Linked DNA regions of Anas platyrhynchos: region 1 is linked to region 2. A link is a contact called in public Hi-C data. All regions are on one chromosome and are shown on one strand. Each heading gives the region's core, a stretch centred on a gene start, on an enhancer-like site or on the middle of the called end of the contact. The rest is flanking DNA. Distances are from core to core; before and after follow the strand shown.

Region 1 (5,994 bases), core at 322-2,821, 160 kb before region 2:
CTTAATTTTTTTCTGAATGTTGGGCATTTTAATGAGTTATGCAGCTGACTGAAAGCCCTGACATTTTTATTTTTATTTATTTATTTTTTGGACAGCAGATGTAGTAAATGGAGAAAGCTAGATGGAGAAAGATTAAATTCCATGACTGCTGGACACTGTAGATTGGTCAGAATTGTTAGCTTCTAAATGTCCTTCATCCCATAGCATGTCTAAATCCTTCAAATGTCTCTAACATAAATAACCTACTTTCTTGCAGTATCCTCTTTCTCTGACATGATACCAGTGTTATTTACCATAAGTAAAATCTGTACCTATGTTGGACTTAAGTCAGAAAATTGAGGTTCATAAATGACAAGTGATTTGCTTTGAGAGGGAATACAGGCCCTGGTTTCTCTCTCACAGAAGACAGTGACAACCCAACCTTTGCTTTTCACTGGTTTAGGAGTGGGGCCAAAACTGGGATGGTTATATCCATCTTTTTCTGTGAACTGGATTCCAAATAAATCACCTGTTATATTAGCCCAAAATTGTAAATGATCAGAGAGGAAGATAAACTACAGCAAGTCATTAGTGTGCCAAGGACTAGACCATTTAAACAATAGAGGTGATGTAATCTTTATTGATTTCTTTTCCTCATCCATATTATAAAACATTTTATTAAAGCCACCTGGGAAACACAAATCCAATGTTATGAATGTTTTACACTAAGACCATAAGATCTTATTTTCCTATGGAAAAAGCCAAAATCCAGGTGGCTGTGGGATGTAGAAAATGCACGTTCAAGTCTTTGCTGTACACAGAAGAGGAACAGATCTTGTGAGACAGCAGGTCCTTCTTTAAAACATTTTCTTCAAACCACATCTCATCCAAATACCAGATAATTAAATTAATCTGGGCATCGTTCATTTTTTAAATTTGTTTCAGAATTTTATTCTGAAATTGTGAGCTGTTGCCAGTAAAATCTTCACTTGAAACATTGTTTACCATTGGAGGAGAGGTGGAGGGCTTGCTTAATGGGCTTTTTTCCAAAGGAAAAGGGTTTTGTAGAGGGAAAAAAAAATTACACAAAAAAAAATAAAAACAACGAAATCTTATTCTTTAGAATGGTATGCTAGATACTAAAACAGTTCCATTAGCTCCTCAAAAACTTTTAGAGGCCAATTTTAAACTGGATTTTGAATCACACTCTGGCAAGTAATATACAGTTTAAGTATTAATTAGAGGTAACGGTGTCTTTTAATTAACTGTAGCTTAAAATGTTGAGTGGAAAAAAAAAAAAAAACACAAAAACTTTATCAGCACTACTTTTTTGGTTATTTTTTAATTGTTACCTCTGGCCGTCTAACCTTCTCAGTAATTCAAATTAAATCTTTCCCAAAAGACCAAATTAGGCCTTTCCCTCCCCCTCCTCTCCCCAAAGAAAAGAAAACATTACACAAATGTCGAGAATTACTTCTGCAGTATGTTGGGTAAAGGACAAACACCCTTGTCAAAACAGGATACCTGGTCAGAACCACACATCACTCAGCACTCTCTCTTCACACACATTGCTGCCCAGATTAGAGATAGCCAGGAAGTGCGTGTTGTTTACTTGGAAGCTGGCATGAGAACTGCACCGATGTTCCAGCTCTCCAGGATGGAGAGGGGACGTAATAAAGAATGCAGCAATCATCTACAACTTCCCTCCCTCGTCCTCCATGACTTTTTGACCACTAGCTTAGTTTACATTTAACAATTGGGGGAAAAAATAGTCATGTCATCCTAATCTTTTATTTTTAATGGTTTTCAGTTTAGCAATGTTTGCGTGGGTGGTATTTTATTTTATTTTATTTTATTTTTTTCACATTAAAATCAGTTTGTTTAAGCTTTATTTTCTGAAGTCTTCTAAAGTGTTGTTCATTAGTTCTATACACTCAGGGGGACCAACATCCTGTGTTTGGAATTGGGTACAATGGCAGTGACAATGTGTGTCCTCTGTGACTTGATGTCAAAATGCTATATGAATTGTTCCCTAAATTCTCACACATGGACTATGAGTTTATTCTGTAGAAAATGCTTCAGGCTGAGAAAAAAACACCACCTTACAATGGCCATGAAAATAATGTCGTTTATAGAGCTGATGATCAAAGATTTCAAAGGACAAGAATGCCCTCGATGGTCACTATTGTGTTGTCTGTTAATGTCCTGGGTTACTGGAAGCTCAAGGGGGAACAGAATGTCCTGGATGGGCAGATTTCACAAAGGTTTTTATTAATACTACAAAACAAGACCTTATAATATTGTGCTTTTTTCTCCTTGTGCTTCAGGAACACAGAACTTAGTTCTTGTCTTCTTTGTGGGTCACTGAAATCATATAAAAATTGGAATAATAATAATAATAAAAAGTGTCCAGAACATTTCCTTAATTATTATTTTTGGTTAAATGACAGAGTTGGTAAAGTTCAAGTGACCTCATTTCCGATTTACTGAAACTAGAGTTGAAGAATACTATTAATGGACAAAAAAACAGGGATGCAGTGTGTCTAGGGGGGCATATAAAGCTTCACTAGAAGACAGCAGCTGGAACCCAGGACTTTAAAAAACTTTTTATTCCTTTGGGGATTTCCTCACCATTCAAGTACTAACTTTCTTCCATTGAGGACTCTGAAATACTAACCAAATGTCATATTTTGATCTATAATTTGCAGGATCGAATGTATGTCTAGAAGCTCTTTTGCTTTCAGTGGAAAAAATTACTAACCCAAAACACAATCAGTCTTTAAACAAACAAATAAAAAAAACACATATAGCAGAAAGGTGCCTCATCTCCTAAAATGTTACTCATGACAAAAGACATTCAAATTATCCTCTTTGAAGATATAGAAGCATTCAAATGTATTGTGTAGATACATAACAGATTCAGATTTGTGTGGTGTGCTTTCTTGGTTAGACAAGAATGTCCTGGCAGCTTAATGTTCATTAACATTAAATACTGTAAGGGACAGTCTCAAAATCCTGTTTTAGCTTCATCTAATGTGAGGCCTTTGTGGAATTTCACTGCTTTGAACTTGTATATCGAGGGACGTACAGGAAAATTAACTTGGATTTAAGCATATTAGCTAACTTTTGTGCAGACACTTCAAGAAAAAAATGAAGACACAGAATTTTAAAGCCAACTTAATTCTGTTTAAGTATGTCTACACAAGAGATTAGTGCTCCTTAAAAGGGAATTCAGAGTAAATGTGAGAACAGAAACTGATTCCTAGACTGGTGACCTAACCACTCACAATTTGTACAGGAAACAAGTAGTTGCTTCTTTCAATCTGTGATTAATGTGGTTCAATCTGTCCAATAGCATGCTCAGCTATAATTATTTCTGTAACTGCTAACATTTTTTAACATAAGACTTGTAGACACATTTCTGAGAGTTTCTTTAGAATTTGTGTCATTTTTGAAGGGGTTAAGACAAATGCAGTGTTTGCTGCCCCCATCATTTGAAATGTTCTCGGCTTTAATGCCAAGTATAGACTACTCAGGCTTTTCTTTGTATTTGAAGAGCTGCATGGCATCATAATGGGTGGGTAAAAAGTAGGGTTTGCAGGGCTCAAGTTAGAAAACTTTAATACACTGCTTTCTGTTCCCTCCTGATAAGAAAATGGGAAAACCTGTAACTCACTGCACTGGTAAGGCTGTAGGCATCAAGTTTTAGGATCAAAAAATTATGAAGTCATCCCAAAGCCACATTTAGTCACTGAATGGAGAATACTTTGAATGTTTTCCACCAAAATTCTGAAGTATCATCAAGACAAACAATAATCTAAATCTTTTTTTTCTTTTTAAATTGTTGTAGAATTCTCCAATAATTTCCTCTCAGTGGAAGAACACTTATTTATTTATTGTAGCTTAAAATTGTAATAAGGTAAAGCACTATGTCAGTTTCCGTGCAAATACTGCATTTAATTTTGTGCTATTCTGATTACAAAGGTTTCTTTTTTTCAGTAGGAGCACTAAAAGCTTCTCTTAAAAAAGCACACAAATGATTTCAGTCCAAATCAGTTATTTTTGTAAATTAACTCTACTAATGTGTAGGAAAGGGGTTGTTTTTGATAAATAAATCCAATAATTCTTCTAACAAATAATGTGTCTCTACTAACTATCAATATATTCTGCCTCAATACCAAACAATTCCCGGAACAAGGAACACTGATTCTCTTCTTATTTAATTAGAAGACTTGTTTCTCATGGGCACTCATGCTGATTTATGAATACCTATTGTTCTTAATTTAACTACGCATTCAGTTTTGCACAATGGAAGACATACACACTCTGGCCTTGATTCATTCAACATACCTATGAGACCAAGCATCTACGTGTTTTACTATTAAGCACCTAATTCTAGGAGCCCTTAGGCTACAATAAATATAATTTTATCAAGCAATTAACTCAGGAATTCTATGAAGAATGCAGGGGGAGGTCTGTTCCTCTTTAAGATGGCAAATGCTACACAAATCTAACAAAAAGAGGTTTTTGTTTAAGTGCTTTAATGTGAGAAAATTCAAATAAGCATCTAAAACTTCAGGGTCCAAATTCTTCTGTCATTAACAGTAATACAAATTTACTGAATTCAGATCAAATACAATTATGAGACAGTGGTGGTTGTTTTTGCCATGGTGTTTTTTTTTCAATGTGATTAGATCTTACTGGAACCTCCTAGGTCCCCAGTAGAAAATTCAGAGTCCCCTGAAAACAATAACATGGTAATGGGATTAGGAGTGTTCTTTACCCTTTCCCTCCCCTCTTTTTCTCTCCCCTGTTCTTTGTCCCTTCTCTACCTCTCCTTGTCTCCTATCAGTACAAGTAGAGGTATGCAAAAGTAAGAAGACAATCTGAAACAGCAAACATAATTCGAATCTTCAAAACAGTGTTGTTTGTTAGTAACTGAGAAATGTCTTTTCAGTCGAATCTTTTTTTTTTAATAATTTTGGGTAATCGGTGTCAGGGTCAACTGATGCATGCCTGCTTCTACAGGGCCAGTATAGACATTAAGTCCTATAAGCCATCGAAAGGGTGAGGAATAGCTGGAGGAAGATTTGCAATATCATCTTAGTTTAAACTCTTGGTGTAAAGACTTGTCAGATTAAGTTGTAAGAAGGAGCAAAACAAAAATAATTTTGAAGGAATATAGGGTTGTGTGTACACCATGTATGTCCATCCAGCTTTCTCCAATCAAAATGTTTTTGATGATCGAAGATAGATTTCATGTTAAAATAGACTTTGACTGTATTTTGGTGTTCCTGTCTACAGAACTTACTATGTTTGATCTACTTACATATGAGATGGCTCTAGGTCATCGTTTTTTTATCACCCTAGCTAGCTTTAAGCAAGACAGTGTCATCTTGATCAAGTTTAATCTCACAGATTTTGCTTGTAACATCCACAACTTTAATTTACAGCTTTTCTGAGAGTAATTTCTGCTTCAGGTTCCCCATAGCATGTTGTCATTGTGGTAAGTAAGAGTCTCGTGGATTGTACATCTGACAGAGGATTTTGGTCCAGGTAAATGTAGAGCTTAGGGATATGGTTTAGTGGGGATTGTTTGTGTTTGGTTAGAGGTTGGACTCGATGATCTTGAGGTCTCTTCCAACCTAGAAATTCTGTGATTCTGCGAAATCCTTCCCTTCCGCCCGAGTGAAGAGTTGGATCAAGTGATGTGACCATGCACAGTTTCACCCTGCATCAGGAAAAACGAATCCTGCAGATTTTTATGTAAAATATGTATTTTTTTAAATGTAACTGTTATGTTAGCAGAATTGAATCAGAGTGTCCTCTGGAAATGATGTAGCCATTTAGTTTTGTCAGTGTCATTCCTGATAGATGTATGTCTCTCCACTGATGGAGAGATTTTGGAGTTTCTTGCAGCTTCCTTCAGTGGTGTACTTTCTTGCTATTGGAAAGCTCATCCTGAGTCTTTCTTATGGCACTTTAGGCTGTACTAGTCACAGAGAATAATCTTTT
Region 2 (6,301 bases), core at 1,809-4,308:
GAAACCATGAGGAACCCTTAGCAAAGACAGCTGTAGCTTGGTGAGATGACTCCTGTTCCATGTGCTTTCATGGAAGAGACACTTATTAAAAACATCTCTTCTTTTCACTGTAACAATGCTGAAATCAGTAAGTTTGACGTCATGATTTGACAAATTACGTCTATGGATTATAGGCAGATTTTCAGTATGAACAGTGTGGTTTTCACACCAACGTGCAGAGAATATCATAGGATAGCTTATAAGGTGCTTTTTCTTTAAATGCCTTCACGTTGCTGCTGATATACAGTATTTTGTTCAAAAATCCTGGAGAGAAATACAATGAATTTATACAAGGAAATTTTTGCCTTTCAATTTCCCAATGAGAATTTAGATAATCCTTGTTGGGTCCTGATTTTCACGTGGGTTGGCAAGTCTGCAGATTGGTATTTTCTGCACTGCTTGTCCTGATGTGCAAAAATCAATCCTACCAGCTTCTAGATGAGATGGAAGTTTATTTCATGGAGAAATGCATGAAAAAAGGGCTGGATGTAGGGTCATCTCCCTTTCTATACATGCTGCCAATGCATTAGCAGTGGGAATATATGAATGCCATAGTGCGAGTGACTCTTACAATCATACACCATGTTTCTTGCTTGAGCCACACATCTTGGCAATGATAAAATCACTGACTTGAGGATGTTAAATGCTCGGATGCATAACTTGCGTATGCTCCTGTCTCCATTTTGCTAGACTTTATGGTATGAATTGCATTTTAAATAACTGAGTTAATTGTCTTTTAGGAGTAATTAAAATGAAATTATCGGCATTGTAAGCTACATGCAGCACTTTCATTAAGACAGTAATTATGAGGGGAAGGGCTCTTAAACAGGGAGGGAAAGGAGCTCTTTCTTTTTTTTTTTAATGCTTTATGCATGCATCTGAGAAAAATACCCCTCCTACAAGATTGTCTTGCCAGGCTGAATACTCCAGGACCAGAGCAATGGCTTTCTGTTTCAATTCTAAAGAAATACAGCACTGACCTTACGTAAGAATACAGAAAAGAAAACCCACACAACTGAAAAGAAGGGTGGCTGAAAAGGCCAAAATGTTTGGCACTTGTGTGGTTATATCAGTCCTCTCGAGTGTCAAAAGATGAATTTTCAATCTAGCACAGGGTAAGAGTAGGGCAGAAAACTTTTGGATATGTTGTATTGTTTCAGACCTGCTGATCTAGCTGAAATTCCTCTGGTTTCCAAAGGGATTAGCAGAAGCAATCTCAGCTCCATTCATGCTTATCTGTGACTATTTAGAGGATGCTGCATGAATTGGGGGCACTTGTCTGACTCAACAGGGTAGGAGTCAACATGGCCTTGTCATGGCTTTTTGTTTTTGTCTTTCTGTATGGCAGTAGCCCTTATAAGTGGAGAAGAAACAGTAAATATCATGCATCTGGAGCTTAGAAAGGCTTTCCACACTGCCTCAACTGACATTCTCATTAGCAAACTAGGAAAATGTCTACATTCAAGTAAAGAGTGGTCACAAAGCTTTCTTGAAAGACATAATAATTACCGTGTACATCCCTAGGAGCTTCTGAGTGTAGTTCCACAGCGACCTGGGTCTAGCCCTACTCAGTATTTTAAATAGTAGCCTAGGTGATGGGCTGAAATATTATGCTTATTAATTCTGCAAGCCTTAGCATGCTATGAGAGGCTGCGAGTGTGATGCAGGATGGAATTACAAGTCAAATTGTTCTTGACAGCTTGACTAAATGTTTTGAAAAATCCTGATCCTCTTTCGTGAGGACACTTAAACAGGAGTAATTAAATATACAGCTGTCTAATGGGGAAAAGCCATGTAGAGCAGTTAGCCAAAGATGCTCTGGTGGTCAGAGTGGATCACAAACCTAGCAAGAGTCAAAAGAGGTAGGCAAACATCTTGTTCATCAAACAGCATTGGTGGCTGAGAGACAGACAAAGCAATCTTCCCTCTCTTTGAAACCCTGGTAAGGTTTCAGAAGACTGTTCTGGCTTTTGAGGCAGCAGAGTAAGCAGAAGACTTTCAAACATGGCCTCTGAGAAAACATGGAAAGAATGACTGCTGTTCAGGACTAGAAAAGATGATGATTAAGGAGCTGTAAAGAAAATCTTTGAACACACAGAAGTTGCAAAAAGGAGCAATATTTCTTGTCTTAGGAGTGGTTGTCTCTAATGATGGTGGACAGCGAAAATATAGATTTAGAATTAGCCATTAAGGTAACCTCATGGGAAGGCTGCAGAATGGCTAGAATTTAAGATCATGACTTTCAGGCTATGCAAGATTACACATTAGCTCTCTTGTATCACTGATCTTATCTCAGGATGGAGGGCATAGTGTCTGGATGACATCTTGAGACCCTGCCACAGCAGCTGCGTCTGTGTGTTTGGTCTCTGTTTCCAAGGGTGTTATTTCAGGGCAGCCAAGAAGCCAGAAATTCTGTTCTATGGGAAATTCCAAACCATACAGGGTTAAGAGTATAGGATATCCTCTTTTGTAACTAACCATAGAACCGTGATGGTCCTCATGGAAAAGAAAATATTAAAAAAAAAAAATAAAAAGTAAAAATAAAAAAGGATATTTTGATTGCTTCAGAAGGAAATCAAGTCTGGAAACTCATCATTCTAATGCCATGCATTTTAAATGTGGCTTGCAGGCTCCTGAATCCATTTTCAGTCTTGGTACAGATCAAGTGTCAGGACTCACTGCTCAGCTGAGGGGCTGAAGGTCTCAAAGCATTTGAGCTCCCTATTGCTCAGACAAAACCTTGGATGTCCAAGCACACCAGTGTCATCATGAGTTACACACCATGGAAACGCATTCCCATTGCTATGTAGTTTTGACAAAAGGCTCACCACAGATTTGCAGTGACACTTTGCGTGTATTCCTTGCTGTCCATTGAAATCCAGTGTTTACATGGGAAACTTTGGCTAGAGTAAAGCAATATTTTCCAACATCTGCCATGTGTGCCATGTCCAAGAGTGTTCTTTAGAAGAGACAAGCCTTTGTATGTCAAAAGTTTGTTACCAGAGGAAACACCAGTAGATGGAGCACAAGACTAGACAGTGCTGCTCTTTGACGCTGTAAAAACAATTAATATAATCACTCCTCACTGCACACAGCTTGTGATAACAGAGCTGGGGGCTGGAGGACAGGAATGGCCACCAACTCTATGCCCAGCTTGAGTTTTCTTGCTGCTGTATTCCTGATGAGGGATTTTTTTCTGCTTTGATATTTACAAACTTATTTCTTGTCTGACTTTATTAGTATTGCACTTTAGGCTTAGCTCATTCACTACTTCTGTTATCATTGTATCTATCCCTACAATTTTCTGTTTCTCGAGTGTTTAATATGTTACCTCTTAGCAAAATGTTTTCGTAGCTTTTTGCAAGTCCCTGAGGAGTTTGCACTGCTTGACCATGTTCCACCACCACCAGCTCTGAAAATCACCTAGTTCTCTACGAATGTCAAACTCTAAAACTTCTAACTTAGCTTCATCAGCAAACTTCATGAACATACATTTATTTTTTGTGAAAGAGTCAGCGATGACCGTATGAAATGAGATTAGCCCTGAATCAATACCATTACTTGAGTGGTTGCCTTCCTCTCTTTGTTAGCTATTTTCATCTCTCATTAGATATTTGTAACCACCTCACATTTTCTGTCCTCGTTCCCATCTTATGTAGGTTCTCCCAAATGTCCAATCCAGCAAATGATTTTTTCCCCAGGAAACTATCTGGTTAGCCTAGCACCATGTCTCTCTGTGTTCCTATTGCACTATATCCCATTTTTTACTCAGCACTATGTCTTTTACTGACACCTTCAACAATTTATCCAAAGCTGCAGTGCAAGTTCTGGCAAAAAATGGAAGTTTTAACTTGCTTGTCCATCATTCTTCTATAAAACAGAACTAACATTTCTTTCTGCCACTCTTTATCTTAGTTTCCCAAGGCCAAATTGGTCTCCGCTATTGTGCAATGCATAGTAAAGCCCTGATCTTGCTGACAATCACCCGAGCATCGAGAAAAAGCCATGTGTGAGACAGAGGAGGCAAAACACCATGCCAAGATACCACCCTGAACGTTGCTTTTCATTCAGCTTTCAATCTTTCCCCTTCTGCTATTCTGACATTTTTCCTATAGTGCCAAATATGGGAAAAAATCCTGTATTTATCCCTCTAGAAATAATGTACGAGAAGGTACAGAAACAGAGCAAGGGTAAAAAAAATCCCTATCAGACAGAATAAAAGAAGCAGCATGGATAAAGCTGTAGTTTCCAGTATCAGTGCCTGCCAGCTTCAAGGACTCACTTCCCAGAATGACAAGCTGGGTGAAAGTTTCTTGGAAGAGCAGCTTTGTGCAGAGGACAATGTAGAGCACATAGTCCCAAAGACAGATGTTATTTTCCATGGGCCTCCGCTCTTTCATGGCAAGTGTTTTCTTCATACTTTCCATTTTTTAAATAGCTTTGTAGAAATTAATGCTCTCCAAGTTCCTCACAAGAAAGAAATTACTTCATCAAAACAGAACATCTGTGTTTGACTGACTATTAACGGCCCATGTCCGTCACTTTCTATTATTTGCCTTATCTGTCATAAAACAAAAGATTTTACCATATCGTATTTTTTTAATTAATCTAAAAATGTGACCACTTGTTTTTCAAATGTACATGAGGTACTAGGACATAAAGTCATCTCTGTGGGACTTCTTCAAGATTGCCCTTTCAGTTTCACTTTTATTATTAAGAATGCTCTAAAACAAACTTAACCCTAATATACCCTGATATACACAAAGTCATTAGTATACTACAATGTGTGCTGCCTTCTTTAAGGGCTTCTCTAGGATCAGTGGATGGACCATGATATTTTGGGGCAGACAGCTGCAATGTTTAGGTTTATGCAAGTTCTTTGGTGATTCTGTAATGGGTGCTATTTCACCGTGCTGCTTCTGCAGCACAGCTTTACAATGCATTCACGTAAATTAGATTTTAGCAAAGGTTAATTGTTCCCATAACCATTGTTTCCTTTTGTGGGTTTGCCTTTAAACCTTTGACGTTCTCTTTATTGTACCTCTTGCTGTGCAAATTTCCTTGTTTTGTTTTGCTTCTCAAAGTAATTTTTAGTTGATTATTGTGTAGTTACAGAATTAGAGTAATAACATCTAATTGTACATCTGAAGCAAAAGCATGTAATTGTGGGAAACTAAATTCAATTTAAAGGAAGAAAACCCCTTCACCAGGGTTTCTCATGGTTTGCAGTGTGCATTTGCCAGGCAGCGTTGCTTTGATTGCATCTAACCTGCAATTAGCATGTGCAATTAAGACATAATGAATGTGTGCAATTGCATTATTTCAGTACGTAAGGGTAGCAATATTTAGCAGTTACTGTACGAGATATAGTGCCTATAAGCTCAAATGACTCATCAGCATTTACCAATTATACAAGAAGGAGGGCAGGCACGTGAGTGGGCCTTACGTACAACCAATTTCCAGGATGAGCACACTTTACTCTCCTGTTGATGGCCCACAGAAGTAGCCACCAGGGAAGAGAGGCTATGCTGATGTGGAGCTGTTGAAAACTGGGGACTAAAATGACACTTTTAGTGTACCATTGACTTTTCATAGAGCTCACGTGATATAAAAAGAGACAGCATACTTAGTCTTTAATATCTCTGAGTTGTTCTCCTCCTCTGCAGTTAACATTTCGTATCAATTTCTTAAGTCTGATCATGCTACCAAAGGATTTAGAAATAAAAATTATTTGAGCATGACCTAATGCTATGATCTGTGTGTATGAGAAAGCCTTGAACACAGAGCAGGCTTTTACACACTCTTACCTGGCATTCTAGGAAGGCAACTCTCCTGTTCTACCAGGATTTTCTGAAAGGACATTTCTTGTCCTTTAAGGGTCAAATGATATTTGAAGAGCGTCTTAATGCATCATGGAATGATACAAATGAAAATACATCTCAATTCAGTCTTACAGAAATAAAGATAAATCTGAATCTTCAGGCATGAGCCTTGACTAGATAAACTGAGATGTTGTGAGTGCCAAACTGCTGGTATTGAAATGAAAGATCCCAGTGATAAAACTCAGGGCCCAATCCAGCAATGGTTTCCCTTTAAATCAGAGACAGAGGAACTAAAATCATACATAACCAGACTCTATTGATTAGTATTAATCTATCACAGAAAATCGTACTCGAAGCCCTGAGACCAGGACAGCTTGCTTTAGGCATGATGATTTGTGTATGTGATTTTGCATACCGGATCCAACACAAAATGCCCAAAG

What was found. Hi-C and Micro-C count contacts between places; a contact is called where the count stands out from the background.
Region 1: a contact with region 2 is called in a Hi-C map of subcutaneous adipose tissue, with 2.2 times the contacts expected there. The contact joins two enhancer-like sites. A contact is called at or near these places in 3 of 8 Hi-C or Micro-C datasets (skeletal muscle and subcutaneous adipose tissue).

Annotation. Positions count from the first base shown.
Region 1 is chr2:117,185,403-117,191,396 of IASCAAS_PekinDuck_T2T, reverse strand. The region is part of intron 1 of LOC106016617 (a long non-coding RNA gene); the gene reads left to right. Among named protein-coding and RNA genes, the nearest start is that of TGFBR2, 96 kb to the right of the region's middle. Within about 2 kb of position 1,571, at least 1 of the 8 cell types and tissues checked has an H3K27ac peak or open chromatin away from gene starts, as enhancers often do. A contact at or near this core is called in subcutaneous adipose tissue, where this site is marked.
Region 2 is chr2:117,021,663-117,027,963 of IASCAAS_PekinDuck_T2T, reverse strand. No RefSeq gene overlaps it. Among named protein-coding and RNA genes, the nearest start is that of TGFBR2, 68 kb to the left of the region's middle. Within about 2 kb of position 3,058, at least 1 of the 8 cell types and tissues checked has an H3K27ac peak or open chromatin away from gene starts, as enhancers often do. A contact at or near this core is called in subcutaneous adipose tissue, where this site is marked.